2 separate regions of the Mus musculus genome follow, and region 2 is linked to region 1. The links are chromatin contacts, called in public promoter capture Hi-C maps. All regions are on one chromosome and are shown on one strand. Each heading gives the region's core, a stretch centred on a gene start, on an enhancer-like site or on the middle of the called end of the contact. The rest is flanking DNA. Distances are from core to core; before and after follow the strand shown. Region 1 has its middle 15 kb from the start of 2900052L18Rik. Region 2 has its middle 42 kb from the start of Mir6935.

Evidence for each region. Promoter capture Hi-C pulls out the DNA fragments that hold promoters and counts their contacts.
Region 2: a promoter capture Hi-C map of liver shows a contact between it and region 1, with 2.9 times the contacts expected there. The contact joins two enhancer-like sites. A contact is called at or near these places in 11 of 39 promoter capture datasets (the HPC-7 cell line, cranial neural crest, embryonic stem cells and 4 more), 5 of 15 datasets of contacts at CTCF or cohesin (CD8 T cells, embryonic stem cells and pro-B cells), 37 of 484 Hi-C or Micro-C datasets (the AML12 cell line, the Ba/F3 cell line, the G1E-ER4 cell line and 8 more), 16 of 115 datasets of contacts at active chromatin or transcription factors (the HPC-7 cell line, the SCID.adh cell line, bone marrow-derived macrophages and 10 more) and 2 of 9 other capture datasets (embryonic stem cells and macrophages).

The regions. Positions count from the first base shown.
Region 1 is chr11:120,215,036-120,218,933 of GRCm38.p6, forward strand. No RefSeq gene overlaps it. Among named protein-coding and RNA genes, the nearest start is that of 2900052L18Rik, 15 kb to the right of the region's middle. Within about 2 kb of position 2,061, at least 92 of the 459 cell types and tissues checked have an H3K27ac peak or open chromatin away from gene starts, as enhancers often do. A contact at or near this core is called in the Ba/F3 cell line, the HPC-7 cell line, the SCID.adh cell line and 5 more, where this site is marked.
Region 2 is chr11:120,303,438-120,307,335 of GRCm38.p6, forward strand. No RefSeq gene overlaps it. Among named protein-coding and RNA genes, the nearest start is that of Mir6935, 42 kb to the right of the region's middle. Within about 2 kb of position 1,819, at least 315 of the 459 cell types and tissues checked have an H3K27ac peak or open chromatin away from gene starts, as enhancers often do. A contact at or near this core is called in the Ba/F3 cell line, the HPC-7 cell line, the SCID.adh cell line and 5 more, where this site is marked.

The DNA.
Region 1 (3,898 bases), core at 811-3,310:
AAGCTTTGTGTTGGTATAGAGGCAAACGCAGTCTGAGAGCACAGTGTTTATATAGATAAAGTCAAATTTATTGGAATTCCAATCTGGGTGGGCCTCTGCACCAGGAAAGTTACTTCATAACTCGACTTTGTTTCCTCATCCAGCAACATAAATTTTCAGGAAGAATCTGGAAAAAAAACAGGCTGGAGAGATGGCTCAGCAGGAGAGAAAGAGCACTGGCTGCTTTTCCAGAGGACCCAGGTTTAATTCCCAGAACCTACCTACATGGTGGCTCATAACCTTCTATAACACATGCACAGCCAGACAGCCAGACAGACAAGACACCCACATACCTAAGACAATTAACATTTTAAAATGTATACGGGACAACCAGGTGAGGCAGAGAGGCATCTGAGCCCTAGGAACTGTGTGAAGATGGAGACGAGAAGAGCCAGGCTTACACCCGACAAGCTCAACAAGCTCGCTGGCGAAGCTGGAGAGTGCCAATCAGCCTGGCCCACAGACCCACCCCCTGCACCAGCGGCACCACCTGCCCACACCTCTGTTCCGGTTCTGGGAGCTTCGGCAACTGTGGGGGAAATGATTTTTTGTTGACTCATATGCACAGGCTGTGGTCATCAAAGAGGTTTTATTTATTTATTGTTTGTTTGTTTGTTTAACGTGTGTAAGTGTGGGAAAATTGAGGCAGGGAGGGGAACTCCAGGGCCTCATTCAGCCTGGTGCTTGGTGACCACACAGCTGTCAGCCTCACCCACGTGCTGGGACTTGGCTTGAGGCATGGATACAAGGAAGAGATATGAGAGACTGTCCAAGTCACCAACCGCCACCACAGCAGATCCAAGGGCCACTGCTCAGGCCTCCTTTGGGGGTCCTGGGGTGACGCCCTCCCAGAGAAGCCTTCCTCTGCAGGCTTTCTGACGCCACCCTGATCTGCCTCATGGTGTCCCCTCCCTGACCTCCTCCCTGAGGCTCCATCCTGTCCCTTCCCGCCCTTGCCATGACCCGATCTGAATTCCTGCTTTCCAATCCCTAAGTTCATGTCCCTGGCGGGAAGGGCCCACTTCACACACCAGCTCCTGACGTCAGTCTGGTGGGCAGCCACACAGGGCCCAGATCTCTTAGAGGCGCTCCAACCCCCTTTGACCCACAGCTTACTGAAGTACCCCTCAGACAATCAGCCCCAGCGCTAGAGGCAGGAGTGACCTCACCCTCCAACCCCTTCACTCCTGAGTCCCCAGACATCGTGCTAAAGTCATTCCTGGCCCTGGTCCTTCCCATCCCCAGTGCCTTCTCTCTCCCCCTGCCCTGGCCCCCCATCTTTGATTCTAGAGCTAGAGGCTTTAGTGGCCTTCAAGAACCTCTGGGATTCAGCCACTCTGTCCATCCAGAGGCTGCCTCTAGGTGATCATTCCTCCGTCTCCCCTTCCTAACCCAAGGGAAGACCTAGGCTTCCTTTCCCTTCTGGACACCTTAGGGCCTTTGCTATTCCGGAAGCACCCACTCCTCATTCCTGTGGGACCTGCTCCTTACCTCCTGCAGCTGTCCTCAGATGTCAGCACGACTTAAAATGGCAGCCCCACGTGTGTGCTTTGTTCATAATCTGGCCCTTGCTTCCTCATAAGCCCCAGAGTCTGGCTCCGTGTGGGATTTCTCTTCCTGTCCACATGTCAGACCCACAGGCCCTAGATGAATGATTGTGGCTGAACCGTAGAGTTCGCTGGCTGCACAGCCGGAATAGGAAGGCATGCCCTTTGCCTCCAGCTGCCTCCTCAGGACAGACCTCAAGAGGCTGTGCTTGGGACATTTCTGGAATAGGGTGGGCTAGGGGTCCTGCCTGGGTAGGGTAGGTGGAAGAGCCACCCCCTGGGAACTGCAACATGATCTTGGTCAGGCCTTCAGCTGCCCAGCCTGCAGCTCAGTTCACTGCCTGAGGATCACACAGAGGCCAGAATGCAGCCACTGGGCTGCTGAAGGAGGGAGCTGAATAGACACACAGGGCCAGACCACTGATAAGCTTTGGAGCCCGCCTGCAGCCTTGTCCTGAGGCCTCTCTGCTTAAACCTGTGGGTGGGCTTTGAGTAGCCAGTAAAGGCCCAGATGATTGGCACAGGAACAGTCAAATAGACCCGTGGACAGGAAGGCGGGTCCAGGAAGCTTCCCCTCCCCCACCTGCTGATTTATAACAAAGACCACTGCAGTGCAGCAGGCAGTACAGCCCATCATTGCAGGCTGCCTCGTCAGCTGGACAGTGACAGGGGAAAACTGCCCCAGTCCAGCACCGCATCATATAGATATTTAAAAAGAATTAGAAGTGGATCGTGGACCAGAGGTGAAAAGTAAGACCCTTGGTCTAGAATAAAAGGCAGGAGCTTTTCTAGACATTGTTCCGCAGAGATTTCTTCTGCGGGACAACAATGGCAGTAACCATGAAAACCAGACTGGACCTCATGGAACAAGAACTTGAAAACCATGGGTCTGTGGGTAAAAGTGTCTGCCACCACGCCGGATGACCTGAAATGGATCCCCGACCTACGGTGGAAGAGAACTGACTCCTGCAGGGTGTCCTCTGGCCTCCACCCATGCATTTGGCACGTGTACACATACTGACCCACAAATAGATAAATGCAATGAATTTTTAATAATTGACTTTTATTTTATGTGCACTGATTTCAGGCTGTATATATGCTTTTGCGAGGGTGTCAGATCCCTTAAAACTGGAGTTACAGACGCTTGTGAGCTGCCGTGTGGGTGCTGGGAATTGAACCCAGGTCCTCTGGAAGAGCAGCCAGTGCTCTTAACCACTAAGCTATATCTCCAGGCTCTGTAACAATTTACTTTTAAATGGTAGTAGGGTAGCCGCATAGTAGAATGTTCTCGTAACGATGCACAAAGCCCTAGGCTTGATCCCTGGCACCACAGGGCAGGGGAGACATTAAGACCTTGGAGGGGCTATTAGGAGAGTAAATGAGTAAGCTTCATGCCCTTCCACCTCTGTGTGCCTTAGTAGATGGACAGAGAGATGTTTGTTCAAGAGTTTGCATCCATACTATACGAAGCCGCAAATCAGTAAGAAACAGCAAAGCAGTCATTTTGTGGACCAGAAAGGCATCTAAACGGCTTGTCTGCAGGTGACGAAATGGCCTCTCCAATCATTAGGGTAGGGAGGCTTTCCCGAGGATGTTATTTCATACTCCCTAGAACGGCTAAGCTAAGAAAGACCAATCTGAGTCGGTGAGGCTCAGGAAGAGTGCATGGCAGGCTGACCGCGGCCAAGAGCCATTGGCTACTACTACACATCCTGATTCCGGGTGGGGACCCAGCTGCCCCACTCCTAGCTGTAGTTAACAGGCCATGGCTCAGTCTCTACGTCAACTTGACTGGGCCGGGAGATGTCCAGACATAGACTCTGGGTGTGTCTTTGAGGGTATGTCCAGGTGAGGTTATCCTTTGACAGGGTGCATGCAGACTGAGCGCGGAAGCCCTTCCTGACTGGGGAGGACCTCATCCCATCAGTTGAAGAAAGGACTAAATGGGACAAAACTGCTGATCCACCTGAGAGTAGGAGGGACTTTCTTCCAGTCTGACTGAGCCGCAATACGCAGCACCATCTGCCGCCCTGTGCTGCGGAACTTATCAGCTCCGTAATCACACAAGACAAGTCCTGTTAACAAGCTTTTTTTGTGTGGACATCAACATAGGTGTCAGCGTCACTCATGTTAGCTGTGTCTGTCCAGAGAACCCCAAGATAATCCATAAGTCAAACAAGAGCTTATGACCAAGTAAGAGTGTACGTCCCAGCTTCAGCCCCACAGGACACATTCAGTGCCTTGGTGTTCTGGATGCCGAAGTCTGGAGTCCATTTGTGGGGAGAGGAGGGTCCTTCTGAAAGACCCAGGGA
Region 2 (3,898 bases), core at 569-3,068, 88 kb after region 1:
TCACAAGAAGGCTGCGTAGAGGTAGGCAGGAGGCCGAGGACTCCGGGGCCAGACCTGTGAACTATATAGGACAGCAACTTCAGACAATGCAGGATAGAAGAGCAAGGGAGCTATCCTTACTGGAAATCCTCCACAGTATCCACACAGAAGACTCGGCCCACACACCCACGGCCCGCGTCTCCTTGACTGTGACCAGAGCCTGTACTGACAGTGTATATGCGTGCACTGAGCCTGCAATTGTCAATTGCAAGACACTGGACTGCACACAGCACATCCTCCTTGCAGCCTCCCAGATAATCCTATCATTACCACCTTATGACGGAGGAGGGGTGTTGCCAGTGTCCCCCGCCTTCCTCTTGTCAGAGGCCCGCTGCACACGACCACACCCGCCATGGGCCACATTCTCCGGACACCTGGTATCACCTCCCTGCTCTGCGCCTTTCTCTGTGCCTTGCCCCCCACCCAAGTCCTAGCGGCCTTTAAACGCCGCATCAAGCTCCACACCTCTCCTTGGCTCCCATTTTTTTGTGAGGAGCCTTTCTAGACCTCTTGTGGTTCCCGCACATCTTCATCTGGACCACAAACTTTTCCATGCCTGGTCTGTGCCCGTTTTTTCCCCAGGGCGGGGCCCCAGGACACCAGTAAGCAGGACCCAAGTCCCTGAGACAGAGTTTAGGTCCCTACTATTGCCCTGAGACCACTCTGTGCCTTGCAGGCTGTCTTCTGTGGGAACAAAGGTTCTGCCCAGTCCCATCCAATCCATCCCAAGGCTGCACAGGTGGACGGCCTCAGGGCCTCACCTATGTTACATATGCCTACTGCTCACAAACGAAACCCAATGTTTCCTAAGACTCTATTCACACTTGAGTACAAGCGCAGGACACACTCCTGTTGCTGGGCCTCAGCACCCTGACACACCACCACAGCTATCCCCACCATTACCCCATCTCCCTACCCATAGCAGAAAATGGCTGCAGGCAGTGTTGGCCTGGGTTCCTTTGCTCCAGCTTGGGCCTCCATTCGGCCAGTGGGAAGCGCTGGCAAGCTGGTGCTGCACCACCCAGCACCTCCCTGTCAGGTCACTGAGTCCCCTTTCCAAGGTCACAGCTCCTAAACGGGCCTCTTTCTCCACTGCAACTGCCCTCCCTGTCTAGGGTGGAGGCAGCTCCCCTTGGTTGCCGGCTTGGGTACTAGACATCTCCTCCTTTAAGTCATGTATTTTCCATTTATTCAACTCTCCTCAAATGTCCCGTCTGAGGGTGCCATAAAAATGTAAGACCGTGTCAATTGCCCGTATCAAAAAACATTCTAGTATGTTCCACATGGAGTAGTTTGGAGGGGAGACTAATGGAAACGGCCTGGGGAGGACTAGCCCCCAAGCTTGCACAGAGGCCACCTCTCTTTGTGTCCCCAGGGCATGAGAGGAGGTGTCAAAACCGGACTCCATCCAAGAATGAACTGATGCCTCTGCCACTAAACAGCAGGACCGTGTCTTCCTTTCCTCCACCCCACCAGCTTCAGCCTCCGAGCCAAACCCAGGTGGCGCTCTTCTGCATCCCCCAACACCTCCCATGAGAGCGGGGGTCAACCCCGTGTTTGCCCTACCACCTCCCATCCGGGAGGCTCTGCACTCCCAAGGCGCCGAAGGAGCCTGACGACGCCCCCATGGGGACCGGAGGCTACGAGGTCCACTGGCGACCGCAGGGGATCCCCCAGGGCTGCACGGGTCGCCGTCAGGTCCCCGAGGCGCGCCAAGCGAGGCCCAGCTCCGTGCCCCGCCCTTCTCTAGCGAGGAACATCACCCCACGTGGGGTTGCGGGGGGGGGGGCTCTCAGCCTTGGAGTGTGATTGGTCGCTGTGCAGCCAATTAGAGAGCCTCTGCTGCTCAGGCCAAGCCGATTGGCTAAGAGAGGGCGGGTGGGACGGGAGTGGGGCGCCCTTTTGTTCTTTGCGCCCGCGCCGCGCGCCCGCTCCGGCCCCGCCACCTGCGCGCCCACTCCGGCCCTGCGCGCCTCCCGGAACCCCCCGCTTGTTCGCACACGCGAACTAGGAGCAGCCGCCTGCAACGCAGCCCTCTTAGGGTCTGACCTTGGACGAGCTCTTTCATTCTCCGTTCCCGGGTTTCTTACCCTCGTTTTCTCCTTGTCTCCTAGGAATTGTGGCGAAGAACAGAACCAACCTGGCAGCAAGCTTGGAATGTTTCTAAAAACCTAACATTCAGTGATAGAAGAGGGGCTCTGGATCTTTCTTAAGAGTGAGGCCACGTGGGAAACTGCTTAGCGAGAGAGAATCTTTACCAACCTGATCCTGTTTGCAGAATGAGCTCCGTTCCTATCCAAGACTCACACGGGCTCCGTGGGAATGGGACAGAACTTCTGCCCTGACTGCCCATCTGTGCTAACTCTTCCTAAACCTTCAGTCAGTCAGTGGTAGTAGTGGACTCTGTCTGGAGTGGAAAATGGTGCCTCAGAAGCCCAGAGCCAGCAAAACTCCAGAGAGAGAGCTTTCTAGGCTGAACTGGGGGAGTCAGGGAGTCAGGCAGGTCTGACCTCTGGTCCCAACACCCTCCATCTAGAAACTGCTTCAGCCCTTTACACAGCAAAGCTGTGGCTGCGGAGAGGCCACAGTGCTGCGGGTTGTGGACACAGGCACCCAGTGTCCACACAGCCTGTGGGGTGCGGGGTCAGTCAGGGAACCCTCAGTATCCCCATAACATGAGTGGACTTAGTGAAGCTCTTGCTCAAGCCTAGGTTGGTGAAGGAGAGAGAGTATGGGGTGTGGAAGTGCATTTCCAACGTCCCCTCCTAGAACCGGGCGTCTACAAGACCCTATCAGAATTTAGAGTGCCTTCCTAGCAAGTGATACAGTGAACTGCACCTCCCAACAGCCTGACACTAGTGGGTTCTGGAAGGTCTCTCAGCCCCAGGCCTCTAGCAGGTGTCTGTCCTAAGGACGGGGTATTTGAGGCTACATCTGTGGGCTCTTCTTCCCCTGGGTGGCTGGGAATGGTGAATGTCTGGCGGGGCAGGTGGGGAGGACAATCCCCACCCCATGAAGTTTTAAGCACATTCCTCTCCTGCTGTTTTGAGCCCAGAGAACCTCTCTGCTGGTCAGAGAGTGAACGTTGCTGGACTGTTTGGTGTGGGAATGGTGCTGCTCCTGTGCCCTCAGGCACCTGGGCATCTTAGCTTCCGGCATTTGGAGCTCTACAGTTCCCAGGTCGCTCCAGCCACCCCCCCCCCCCGCAAGAAACAGGAAGTCTTCATCGGGAGCTGAGACTTCCCAGGTGTACCGGGGTGGTGGGAAGCCCATTGTAGAAGTATCAGGAATCCTGAGTGTGGGTCGCCCACTAGGAGCAGACCTTGCCTGGGAGCCTGACTAAGCTGCTACCATATTCCTCCTGTCCAGGCTGCTCTCAGACAGCCTCAAATGCCTGGTGGGAAAAGGGTGCATTTTATGAGTCAGGAGAGCTAGCTACGGTCACCTGCAGTCACAGCTGGCCACCCAGACACTCTTAGGACCTACCAAACTGCCTGTCCTCTGTAGCAGCACTCTAGGGTGTTTTCAATGTTAATCTGAAGTCAGGCAACCGATACTGGGTTCCCTAAGCCCAGGAGGGGCGAGTACTCAGCAGGATCTGAAGTAAGCAGGAGCCCCAGGCCAGAAGGCTTTGAGAGAGCATTGGCCAACTTGAGATCGGGAGTTGGTCAAGAGTACAGGAAATAACTGGAGATGAGGCTAGCCTGCCTCTGGGAACAGGCCTCTGTAGGTGTCCAGCCCAGTCATGAGCCATATGTGTGGGCTGACTCCCGGCCACTGGACCAAGCGACAGGAAGGACACATCAAAGGGAGGAAAATGCATAGCGTCTGGACGGGCAGAGGAGAGGGTAACAATGGG